2 separate regions of the Mus musculus genome follow, and region 1 is linked to region 2. A link is a contact called in public Hi-C data. All regions are on one chromosome and are shown on one strand. The core of a region is the stretch at or near the end of the contact, and the rest is flanking DNA. Distances in the headings are between cores, read along the strand shown.

Region 1 (6,012 bases), core at 659-3,158, 120 kb before region 2:
CAAGTATCCACTTGACTTATGTGACCTTTGGAATGGATTTGTTTGATAAAGTCTGTTCCCCCAGAACACTTGGCTCTCACCCAGCAAACCAAAGCTAAGCATTTCCTGCAAGTGTAAGACTTCTTGATTTAAAATCATCTTGTTAAAGATCACAGACCCCAGCATTCCTCTCAGCGCTCCCAGCAGAAGTGCCTGGTCCCTAGTCCTATGGGACTGATGCTGTGTGTCCTTTGCTATCCAATGGTACTCCTGGTATCGATGCCATGTGTCCTCTGCAGTCCCGGGTACCTAAGCCATGTGTCCTTCACAGTCCTGTGATACAGATGCCATGTGTCCTCTGCATCTCTTACTGGTGCAGTGTGTGCTCTGCTGGAGTGATTCCAGTCCTTCATGTTGACGGTCTTCCTGGTATTCTACTGAATTTAGAGCACTCTTAAGCAGATGCCATGACATACCTGTGTTTCAGCAGGATGTTGGGATTGGAACTTCAGAGTGGAGCTCTGGGGTTGTGGAAGTCACCATGTTACTATACCTTGAGTATTCCTCCTGGAGTCTGGGACTCCTTAGACAATATCACTTAGTCAGAGTTTTCTAACAGAGTAACAGGCCTTTATTAGGAGCTCTTAGGAAGAGCAATATACTCTTTCTGATGAATATGGAATCACTAAAAACATGTGCTTAGAAACGGAGCCCTCTCCCTGAACAGCAGTCACGGGAGTCTGTGTAAAAGGTAACCCTGTCTTAGTATTGAAGGAACAATTGCCTCCATTCTCTGGATTCCCAGGCAGGAGCGAGGCTGTCAGAAATGTTGGGGGAGGGGGTTCTGCCTATCCAGATTTACACTGAGGTACATTGTTGCCAGATACAGTGTCTGTCTGGTGACTCAAAGGCATCCACACTGTCCAGGTGACTGGAAGCTGTCTCCATCTGCTATCTTCTTTGGATTCGTGACTGACAGAAGAAGGGAAGCTAATATTCCATTTCATAGACACAAGAGCACAGCTGCCCCTCCCTTCTCCTCATGGTCTCTCTGCATAGAGCTTGCATGTTAGAGATGCCATGGCATATTGAAAAGCCAGGTAGCTTTTAATGGGGATTTCCTTGACTCCTTTAAAGATCAAAAGATACCAGGGGGTCTTTAAAAGGTTTCAGAAGGTGGCCTACAGCAGGCCTTTTCCCATTTAGAGCATTGGGGTATAACAAAAGAAGGACCTTAATTGAGCAATCTAGTTTGGAAGAAAACCCACACTTTAATGGTCAGAGAGCAGGGGGTGGGGGTAAGGGGGAGTTTCAAACAAAGACACTATTTAAAAAGCCTAAAACTGTCTTCTCAAAGGCTTGAAATAATTTGTTGGGAAACTTCAGACCCTTTACTTTTTCCCTTCCTCTCTAAATAAAAACCAGATTTGTTAAAAGGAAAAAAGATCCAGTATTGTTAATTGTGTTTCAGAAAGTGCCAGAGAGGGAAGTAGCCCCATAGTTTTAAACACTGTCCCCAAAGGGAAATAGGCACATGCCCTGCTTCACATAAACAGTCTCTATGTGCCATAAATAAACCTTTAGAGAATGAATTCCAGACAGTTTTGTTTAGTGTGGAATAAACTAAGAAAGGAAAGGACACGGCCCAGGGACTAGCTGTGATCTGAGGCCTCGTGGACAGGTATTTCTTCTTTCAACTTGGCGCCGTCTCTGGAAGGCTTCAGCCGTTTTGTCTGGGAAGTGGGAGTAGATACTTCTCTGTTTTATCAGGAACGTATGAGCACAGGTTGCTTTCTCCAGAATCCCCTCTGCAGCAGGAAGATGCTGCCTGAGTAAATCAGGATCAGAGCTGTGACCTACTATATGCAAGCAGTGGCTCAGTTCATTGGGAGGGCGCAATCCTATATGGCTTTCTTTTCCTCTCATGCCTTCTTCCACAGACCAGATCAGCCTGAAGGTGGCAGAGTAATTCATACCAACAGGCTGGCCCTGCGCCTCTGCAGATAAGGGACCCCAGACAGTAAATGACTAGGTGAAGACAGTTTCACTTCAGGACTGGGTACTTCCTTGGTTCCAGGGTAGATGGTGCCTGTTGGGAGGACTTTGCAGCTTGGTAGAGGTCAAAGGTCCCTGCAGCAATACACCAGTCTCTTTTAATGTTTGGTCGCAATGAGGAATTTGTGTTTTAGTGGGTTTTTGTTGTTGTTGTTTTGTTTTAACTTTCTGGCTTAAGCTTTTGTTTAATCATGCTTTCTAAATCTCTTCTTATTGGAGTTGCATTGGTAAGACCATGTCCTTACACTTTCATAGCATGATTGGCCTTTGACTATGAATAAGGAGTTTAAGCTGGCTGTCAGTTTCTCTGTCAGTGAAATGGGGGAAATTAGGCATGCTCTCTGCCGACTTCATGCCTACTCACTCTTTAGTGGGGAGCACGGCTGAACAAATGCAGAATGACTTTGAGAAGAAATAGTGGAGCCCTCTGGCTTGGGCGCTTTCTACCAAATAGGTAGTTGCTGTTGTGAAAACAGCACATTCAAGTCTAGGATTCGCTCATGGCTAGTCATGTGACTTTAGCTGTGCACTTAACATATCTTTAGTCTGGCTGGCTTTAAATTTAGTCTATCTCTCAGTTCAAAACACTTCCATCAAAGACAAGACTTTTATAAAGATTTTATACAATGGGAAGAGATTAAAAAAAACCAATAACCTGATAGAAATCTGGCCATCATCGGTGTTTAAAACCCCCTAGTGTTGAATTTAGCAATCTTCCTGTCTCAGTTTCTCAAGCACTAGAATTGCAGGGGTGTGCCACCACACTGGTAATTCAATGATGGTCTCAGCTCCTAAAATTCTTCCTTCTGATATCATCAGTGACATTCCAAGTACCAAACCAGTGCTCTCTCCCTGTCTTCGGCTCATCTGGTCTGGTCGGTATTTATTTGATTGTTTGTGCCATGTATCTTCTGTTTGGTATTTATTTAACTGTGTGTCTTCCTGTGTCTCTTCCTCTACTGTTGCTTTGTGTGTGTGTGTGTGTGTGTGTGTGTGTGGTTTTGCTTCTGTGAACTGTCTGATCCTAGCACTTGATCAGGTTTCTATCAGGTTATTGGTCTTTTATATCTTCACTACAAACTCTTTCTAAGTTTTGTCTTTGATGGAAGTAACAGTGTTTTTCAGGGTTTAATTTGCCTTTTTATTTGGCTGTGTGTGTGTCCTGTGTGTGTGTGTCCTGTGTGTGTGTGTCCTGTGTGTGTGTGTCCTGTGTGTGTGTGTCCTGTGTGTGTGTGTCCTGTGTGTGTGTGTCCTGTCTGTGTGTGTCCTGTCTGTGTGTGTCCTGTGTGTGTGTGTCCTGTGTGTGTGTGTCCTGTGTGTGTGTGTCCTGTGTGTGTGTGTCCTGTGTGTGTGTGTCCTGTGTGTGTGTGTCCTGTGTGTGTGTGTCCTGTGTGTGTGTGTCCTGTGTGTGTGTGTCCTGTGTGTGTGTGTCCTGTGTGTGTGTGTCCTGTGTGTGTGTGTCCTGTGTGTGTGTGTCCTGTGTGTGTGTGTCCTGTGTGTGTGTTTTTGGGACAGCCTTGGGTGTTGTTCCTCAAGAGCTGTTAACCTCATATTTTGAGATAAAGTCTCAGTGACCTGGGCCTTGCCAGTTAGGATAGATTGGCTGGCCAACAAGTCCTAGCTATGCCTCTCTATGCCCCCCATGTGCTGGAATCACATGCGCAAACCATTGTGCCTGTGTTTGAGGGGTGATGGGGGTATACCAAACATGATGGGAACCCCATCACCTTTCAAAGCCCTTGCTTCTACTTCTTGTTGATGAGACATTGTAGACATAACTTCTCTTATATTTCTAAAAGAACTCTCACAACAAACTTCCTGTTGTCTCTCACAGGTCAGATGGGTGGGACTAGCTTCAGTATAACCTTCCTAGTGAGCCCATATCTTTAATAGATAATTTCAGCATTTCCACATGGTGAAGGCATCAGAAAATACAGTGTAGAGGCCTGAAGGTCTCTCGATTCTCAGGCTCACTGATTGCATAGCCTTACCTTTGAAGCAAATGACAGTTATTAAAGATTCTGGTGAAGGGAAAATAGACTTTCGACAAGAACACCAAAATATATCCATGGCAGATGCAAAGAACTGTGGCCATTTTAACTTACCATAACTACCTAGGGACACACTGAATGTGTACAAGGTATTCACATAGAAAAAAAAAAACATTGCTGGTGTCGTTAAAGGCCTGGATAGATTAGGGCAGAGCCCAAGATTTATAGTAGAGAGTACCCAAGATAGTCCTTAAAGCCAGAGTACTCACAATTCGTTACAGGACCACATCAGTTAAAATGGGAGCACTGTGGTGAGCAGAACAAAAACAAAAAAAGTGGAAACAGTCATGTGATTATAGTAGAAAGAGGCCCTGTGCTTAGTGCTTAGTGCATTAGTGCAGAGATCGCAGGTTACATAAGAACCAAGCGTGCAGTGTCATGGTGTGAGTGTGAAGTAAAACAGACATCAGGCTTTGTGACCTTAGTAACGAGGACACAGAGAGCCTCTGACCAGAAGAGAAAAGATTGAAGAGAAAGCTCTTCTTCAAAGTAAGCTTGTCTCATGATTGAAAGGCACCATGTAACGAATAGTAAGACCAGATACAGGGGGAGAGAAGGTTTCTGCAATATGTTTATGCATGTACAAAAGTCCTCCAGAAAAACACAAACACAGATAACTCCCTGTAGACATGAGTAAAGATCTGAATAAGCACATTATAGAAACAGTGTCCAGGAGCTAGAATGGTTATAAAATGTGCACAGCCTTATTATCATTCATGAACCGGGGTATCAGCACATACCGTAAGATCTAGGGGTATATCTCAGGGGCAGAGTGACTGATTGCCTAGTGAGCATAAGGTCCTGGGTTCAGTTCCAGCAGCACACATACACAAAAACTAATCAACAAAACCCCAGGAAAGTTATTTCTTCCCGTTATTGATGTGAACATAGAACAGGGGGCTTTACTAGACTACTGAAAAAGGTTCGAGCTTTCCTGGCTCCTCTGTGAAACTTTTTGGCAGTATATACTCAGGTTGAACCTGCTCATTCTTTATTAGCCAGCAGCTCCACTCCTCCTAGACATGCACCAAACAAAACAAAAACAACACATGGAGAGCCACCCAAAGGACTTGGGGATGCTTCAGCTACTTCATTCATAGTAGTAAAACATTCTCAGTGGCCAGTGTGGCAGTACACACCTTTGACCCTAACACTCTAGAAGCAGAGACAGGAGGATCTCTGTGAGTCTAGAGCCAGCTTGGTGTACAAAAAAGTTCCAGGTCAGCCAGGGCTACGTAGAGAACCCTGTCTGTCTCAAAACAACACCTAACTTTCCACCAACACTAATGGTTAAATGGGTATTACTTGTATGATGTAATATGTAAAAATGAAAATTAATAGGATATACTATATACAACAGCATACAATGCAAATCAGGACAACATAATCTGTAGAGAAAAGAAATAGTTTGTACAGGGGGCAGGCTATTTTTAAGGCAGAAAAGACAATTTACTTTCTGACCTTGGGGCTGCTGCAATGATTTAGTAGTTAAAGCTCTTACCATTGTGAGCAAGAGGACTGGAGTCAGGATCCCAGAACACCACGTAAAATCTGAGGGGGCATGCTGCCCTGTCTACAATTCCAGTCGAGAAGAGATGCCTGGAGCAAGCTTGCTAGTAAGACTGGCTGTCTGGGAGTTCTGAGTTTGATGAGAATACTCTGCCTCAAAGAACAAGATGGAAGTCAGTCAAGGAAGACTCATATCAGCTTTGTATTTCAACACATACACACGTCCACATGATTATGCTCAATCCCCACACACACACATACACATACACACCACACATACAGGAACATGCAAGTGACAATAAGAGGGAGAAGAAAACAAATTGAGTGTTGTTTGTTAGGGCTGCGCTGTCCCTGTGCAGTGTACATTAGTCAGAAAGGAGGGCATGTCAAATACAGGTTCAAACAGACCAGAAGGAAT
Region 2 (5,664 bases), core at 2,921-5,420:
GCTGGCCTTGAATTTACAGAGCTCTGCCTGCTTCTGCCTCCTGAGTGCTGGGATTAAAAGCATGCTCTGCCACATCCAGCAGATGGTGGGCTTTTGAAACCTCAAAGGCCACTCTTGGTGCCACACTTCCTCTAGCAAGGCCATACCTCCTAATCCTTCCCAAACAGTTCCACTAACTGGGGACCAAGTGTTCAAATATATGAGCCTGTGGGAGTCCATTCCTATTTAAGTCACCACACTTCCACAACTCTGAGTTGTTGCAAAGAAGAAACAAATGGCCTGAAGACCAAATATTCCCACCAGGGTGACTCAGCTCTGTAGGAAACATTTCATAGAGTCCCAGGGTTATTTTTGATTGTCATAACTGTGAAAGATGAAGACAGTGGTACTGTCAGGTCTCCAGTAGAGCTCAGGACAGCCCTGCCAGTGGCCCTGTCCACGACGTCAGGAATACTGGGATGAAGTCTTGAACATTTTGCAATACACTGTGGTTTTTCAGGCTCAGGGGCTCCACTTGCACATAGAAGGGGCTTCCCTATTTGCAGCCATTGCTGAAGAGTCTACTTATGCAGACAGCCAGGTTGTGCCAGATGCTCTGCCCTCATGGGATGTCTGGTCTTAAGGGTGCAAGTGCAAAGCAGATATTGTCCTCAAATATCCATCAACTTTGGTGATGGATGGATAAATTATGATCTGGTCCTATAATGGAAGATTACTTTGTAAGGGTTCATTGTTCGCCAAAGAATGATACTCCAGACTCAAATAGTATGCGAAAGCAAGGAGTGTTTTATCTGGCAGAAGAGCAGCATGAGGAGATCCTTAACTCCAAAATGGAGAGGCAACCGAATGAGCTCACAGGCTAGACCTAAAGCATGCTAGGGGATTCTGGGAAAGGTGACCTCTATCTTACTCCATTGCTAAGGGCATTCCATTCTGTAAGGAGCGTGAGGGCTGGAAACTGTCATTGAGGAAGTCCGGGTTGGGTGGCCTTTATCTTACTCCATCTCTAGGTACATTCCATTACTGGCGCATGGGGGTTGGAACCTGTTACTGGGAAGGTCTGGAAACTTGTTGACCCACTGTCCTTGTTTCAGGCTAGGTGGCTGGGCACTTTCTAGTTTCTGTCTAGTTGTCTGAAGCCTGGGTTTTTTTGTTTTTTGTTTTTTAACTGACTTGCCTGGCCTTGCCCAGTTCTTAAGCCTAGTCTCTTAGGCTGACAATTTGAAATCTGTCATGGAGTCAGCCTGTCTCAATTTGACTATCATAAGGAAGTGGAATTGTTTGACACCTTCCTTTTCTATTTGTGTCTGTCTGTCTGTCTGTCTATATTCATTTCTCTTTCTTGCCTTTTTACTTGGCTGACAACTCAAGCCCTATATTGAATAGAAGTGGAAAGAGAGAACACCTTGTCTTGCTCAGCTTCTGGGACTGCTCTCGATTCTTCCCCATTTAGTATATTGTTACCTAGAGGTTTGTTACATGCACACGTCACACTGAATGATTCTCGGGTTATCCCTTGTCTCTCTTGACTTTGATTGTGAAGGGATGTTGAATTTTATCACACCTTTTCAGCATCTATTGAAAAGATCATGCGATTTTCATCTTGATTCTGACTACATACTGGTTTGTCTGTCTGTCTGTCTGTCTGTCTTTCTTTCTTTCTTTTTTTAATGTTGTATTTTTAATTTATGTAAATTCGTGTATGTGTGTATGTGGATTTGTGCATGTGAGTCAAGGTGTCCACGGAAACCAGTTTTGAAAAATATGTTACACACCATTGGATCCCACTGCTTCATGAATTTGACTCTGATCTCAATAATGCTCCATGATGTGCACGGACCAGACAGCCTCCTGGGTCAGGACAAGCTACCGAGTGCCAGCGTGATGTGATGGCTATTCTTGGATGTCAACTTGACTTCATCTGGTATTAACTAAAACCCAACTGGTTGGGTATACCTGTAAAGGTTTTTTTTTCTTAATTAATTTGAAGTGGGAATAATTTAATCCAGATCTTTTGAGGAGGGAATATCCATCTTTAATCTGTGCCATACCTTCTGGTGACAGACTATATAAAGGACATTTAAAAAAAAAAAGCTCTCTTTCTCTTTGCCTGCTTGCCCTCATCCTTGCTAGCAAATCCATTCCTTTATTGGCATTAGAACCTGCTTTTTCAAGATTTTGTTGTATACTGAAAACCAGCTGAAGTGTTCAGACTCATGGAATGGACAGTTACTGGATCTTGGACCTTCCATTGGTAGACTAGCTGGACCTTAGCCTGTAAGTCATTCTAATAAATCCTGTATATGTACATATATATGGTGTATATGTAAATATACGTGTACACACACACATATAGTTCATATATATATACATATATATATGTATATATATATATATATATATATTCATTCTCTTTTCTTTCAGTTCTGTTTCTCTGGAGAACCCAATATAGCATTTGCTGCCAGTTATGGTGCCTCTGTGATGGCCCTGCTACTCAAGATTTCTCTCCATCCTGGGCATCTCCCATTTGGAGAGCAGTATCCCAGCAGGACAATAGCTCTTAGTCCCAGCTGTGTCTTCTAAGGGATCATCCCTGTCTTTTTTCTTCCCAAGACATAGGGAGCTGTGTCAAAGAGCTTCTCAAAGGCAAGGATGGTGGGATAGCGCTCACTAGGAATTATGAATTCCTTCTTTTAAGAGTGAATATTAATTGCTATCAAGGCAGAAGAATCTAAAATGGCCTGGGAGGAAGGTCCCTGAGCATACCTGTGGGAAATGGTTCAATATGGGAAGAGAATCTTAATTGTGGCCAGGACAACTCCCTAGATAGGAGATCCTGGCCTGTATGAAATCGACGGTGAGCTGAGTCCTACTACGCATGCGTCCATCGCTCCGATTGTAGACATAACATGATTAGCTGTTTCAGGCTCCCGCTTCCCTACCTTGATGGACTTTCCCTTGAACTGGGAGCCAAAGTAAACTCTTTCTTCCTTAAGTTGCCTTTGCCAGTGTTTTATTACAGCAATGAGAAAGGGAGGTGTAAGTCAGCTTCCCCTTCCCCCAGATCCCAGGGCCTCCCACTTCCTATGGAGCTTTCTGGCTTCAGGGTGGGCTCAAGAGCTGGGGAGTGGGAGCTTTGAACAGATAAGCACAGTGGCTCCGGGGATGTGAAGAGCTATCTTAATCCCACTCTGAACAGCCCTCCCATGTAGACACATGTGGACCCAGGTATGTTTTAAACTATTGTACACCAATCTATCTATTGTGTGTTCTGGGGAGGGGGAGGGTACATATGGAGGACAGAGAATCATCCAAGGGTAAGGGCGGACCTCAGGGATATAACTCAGGTTGTCTAGGCAGACAGTAAGTGCCCTTGTCTGCTGTGTCATCTCTCTGGCCCCTAATCAATGTTTTTTGTTTGTTTGTGGTTTGATACAGGGTCTCAAATCAACTCCTGGACTGGCTTCCAGCTCCTTATATAGCTGAAGAAAGCCTTGAACTTTTGATTCTCCTGCCCCCATCTCTCAAGTGCTAGAAATAAAAGCATATACCACGCTTGGTTTTTGTGGTATTGGGGAATCAAACCCAGAGCTAGGCAAGCACTCCACAAACTGAGCTGCACTCCAAGCCCTAAGGAATGTTTGGGAACTTAGGAGACTTGTCCGGGAGCAGTTCCAGCCCTTCCTTCTGCGTCAGCGGATATTTGTCGCCTTTGGCTTTGCCTGAAGCCAGGAGTGTGCGTAGAGAAGTCCTCTCGGCTTAGTTCAGTCCCATACCACTGAGCGTCAGAAAGACGTTCCTGGGGGAGGGGCTGTACTTGGGCGACAGCCTCCTCTCTCCTTTCCCAGCCAGTAGAGCTGTTCTTTGAGAACCTCAGCTCCTGTTCCTTGTGGCCTGGGTTCTTTTTGTTTGTTTGTCTTCCATCAGATAGAAACACCATAAAGGTGAAAACTGCCTTCTATGGGATGGAGTTCTCAGCTAGGAGGGTCCTAATAGTGACCTCTGGAGTCAACCTTGGATCTTTCTGTTTCGTTTTTTTTAAGACATCAGCTTATTCCTGGGAGAGTTGGTTTCTCAAAGAATTTGGTCTCTGGGAACTACTGGTGACCACAGGACTGAATTCCTGACCACTGGTCCAGCCAGACAGCCTGCTCCCCTGGACCTGAGCCAGACAGGGCTGAGGTCTGATGCCTCCCTGGGCTTGGCACCCACTCCCAATCTGCTTCTCTTTGGGGCTTGGGAGGAACCTCCAGCCTGGCAACTGGGTCATTTCCCAGGACCCAAGGCTTCTTTACAGGGTTGGCACAGCCTGTTTTGCCCCTCAGGGGGTTGGCGCTTGTCACTCTCCTTCACTTGGACAAGCAAAGGGACAGAATTAGCTCTCCACTCTCACTCTTGAAGCTCTCCAGGCAGTCAAACCATTCCAGGGAGGGACCAGAGAGGCCTCCTGGGAATCTGCCCAAGGCCTTTTCTCTGGTTTCTATTGGAAGCAATCCAAAAAAAAGGAAGAGGAAAAAAAAAAAGCCAAAAGTGGGGTGTTGGTGTATTGCGGTGTGTTGTGGGGGAAACAAGGCCCCACCCTACCACCAAGAGAAACCATTGCATACTGGGAAACCAAGGTATCCAGTCCCTGTAGCTGAGGCAGTGATCATACATGCTTGCCCTGGTAAAGACTCTCTGAGTCTTGCTTATTCTAGCATCCCAGCATAGTCCCTTGAGGTTGTCACTACATTTCCAGTTTATAGGCTAAATGCAACTTCATGGACACCCCAATAATCAAAACATCTCTATAACGTCAGCCTACAGACCATGATACAAAAATACCTCAGTTGCTCAGAGGTGATCAGGAAAACTGGGGCTTAGCAGACAGGAACCCTCACACACACACACACACACACACACACACACACACACACACACACACACACACACACACACACACTCATTTCTCCCTGTCCACGAAGATGGACTCATCCCTGCCTCTCTCCTAGAAGAGCCAGGCAGAGGCACCTGCTGTAGGAGATTTCCAGACACCATAAGGGAGCTGAGGCAGTACTAACATCCCCCATACACGCTGGACACACCTATTCTCAAGGACCAAAATGCAGGTGACAGATGGCTGGGATGTGACTCCTTGTTGCTTGCTATTGTCTGATGTCACAGAAAACCAGGGGTCAGAGCTGTGTGGACAAGCCCACATCCTGCTTTGAACCCATCTTCTCATCTGCGAAATAAGTTCCCAAACTCTCCCTTTGGAAGAGTGTTTGGGAAGTGAGCCAGGTCTCTGCCTATGTAGGGATTGCTCAGTATCAGCATGGGTTCCGGGGCTACTACATCCTTGTGTTGGCTTCATTTCTAACTTTTCCTCATGAAGTCTTCTTCAAGGGCTTGGCAGCCCACATGATCCTCCCAGGATCTTTGTCAGGCAATGATCACGTGACCAGATTTGCCCAATGAAATGGGAGTGGAAGTGACATGCACTATTTCCAGGGAGAACCTGAAGAGGGCATGAGGGTAGACCAGTACATTTATCCCCTGGGAGCTCTCATCTTGGATAATGGCTTCTCAGAGGGAAGATGGTTTCATGAATAAGTTGAGGTTGCAGGGCAGACACTTTCCCTATAGGAAGCTACAGTGATCTGGGGATCGCATCTGGCTGCCCAC

Evidence for each region. Hi-C and Micro-C count contacts between places; a contact is called where the count stands out from the background.
Region 1: a Hi-C map of bone marrow-derived macrophages shows a contact between it and region 2, with 41 read pairs. The contact joins two enhancer-like sites. A contact is called at or near these places in 5 of 484 Hi-C or Micro-C datasets (bone marrow-derived macrophages, colorectal tumor organoids, muscle stem cells and 2 more), 8 of 115 datasets of contacts at active chromatin or transcription factors (bone marrow-derived macrophages, double positive thymocytes, embryonic stem cells and 3 more) and 3 of 9 other capture datasets (adipose tissue, liver and pancreatic islet).

Annotation. Positions count from the first base shown.
Region 1 is chr4:145,046,602-145,052,613 of GRCm38.p6, reverse strand. The region is part of intron 63 of Vps13d (vacuolar protein sorting 13D); the gene reads left to right. Among named protein-coding and RNA genes, the nearest start is that of Gm36317, 86 kb to the right of the region's middle. Within about 2 kb of position 1,908, at least 36 of the 459 cell types and tissues checked have an H3K27ac peak or open chromatin away from gene starts, as enhancers often do. A contact at or near this core is called in adipose tissue, bone marrow-derived macrophages, heart atrium and 1 more, where this site is marked.
Region 2 is chr4:144,928,642-144,934,305 of GRCm38.p6, reverse strand. It overlaps a transcript of Vps13d not described here. Among named protein-coding and RNA genes, the nearest start is that of Gm42344, 25 kb to the left of the region's middle. Within about 2 kb of position 4,170, at least 157 of the 459 cell types and tissues checked have an H3K27ac peak or open chromatin away from gene starts, as enhancers often do. A contact at or near this core is called in adipose tissue, bone marrow-derived macrophages, heart atrium and 1 more, where this site is marked.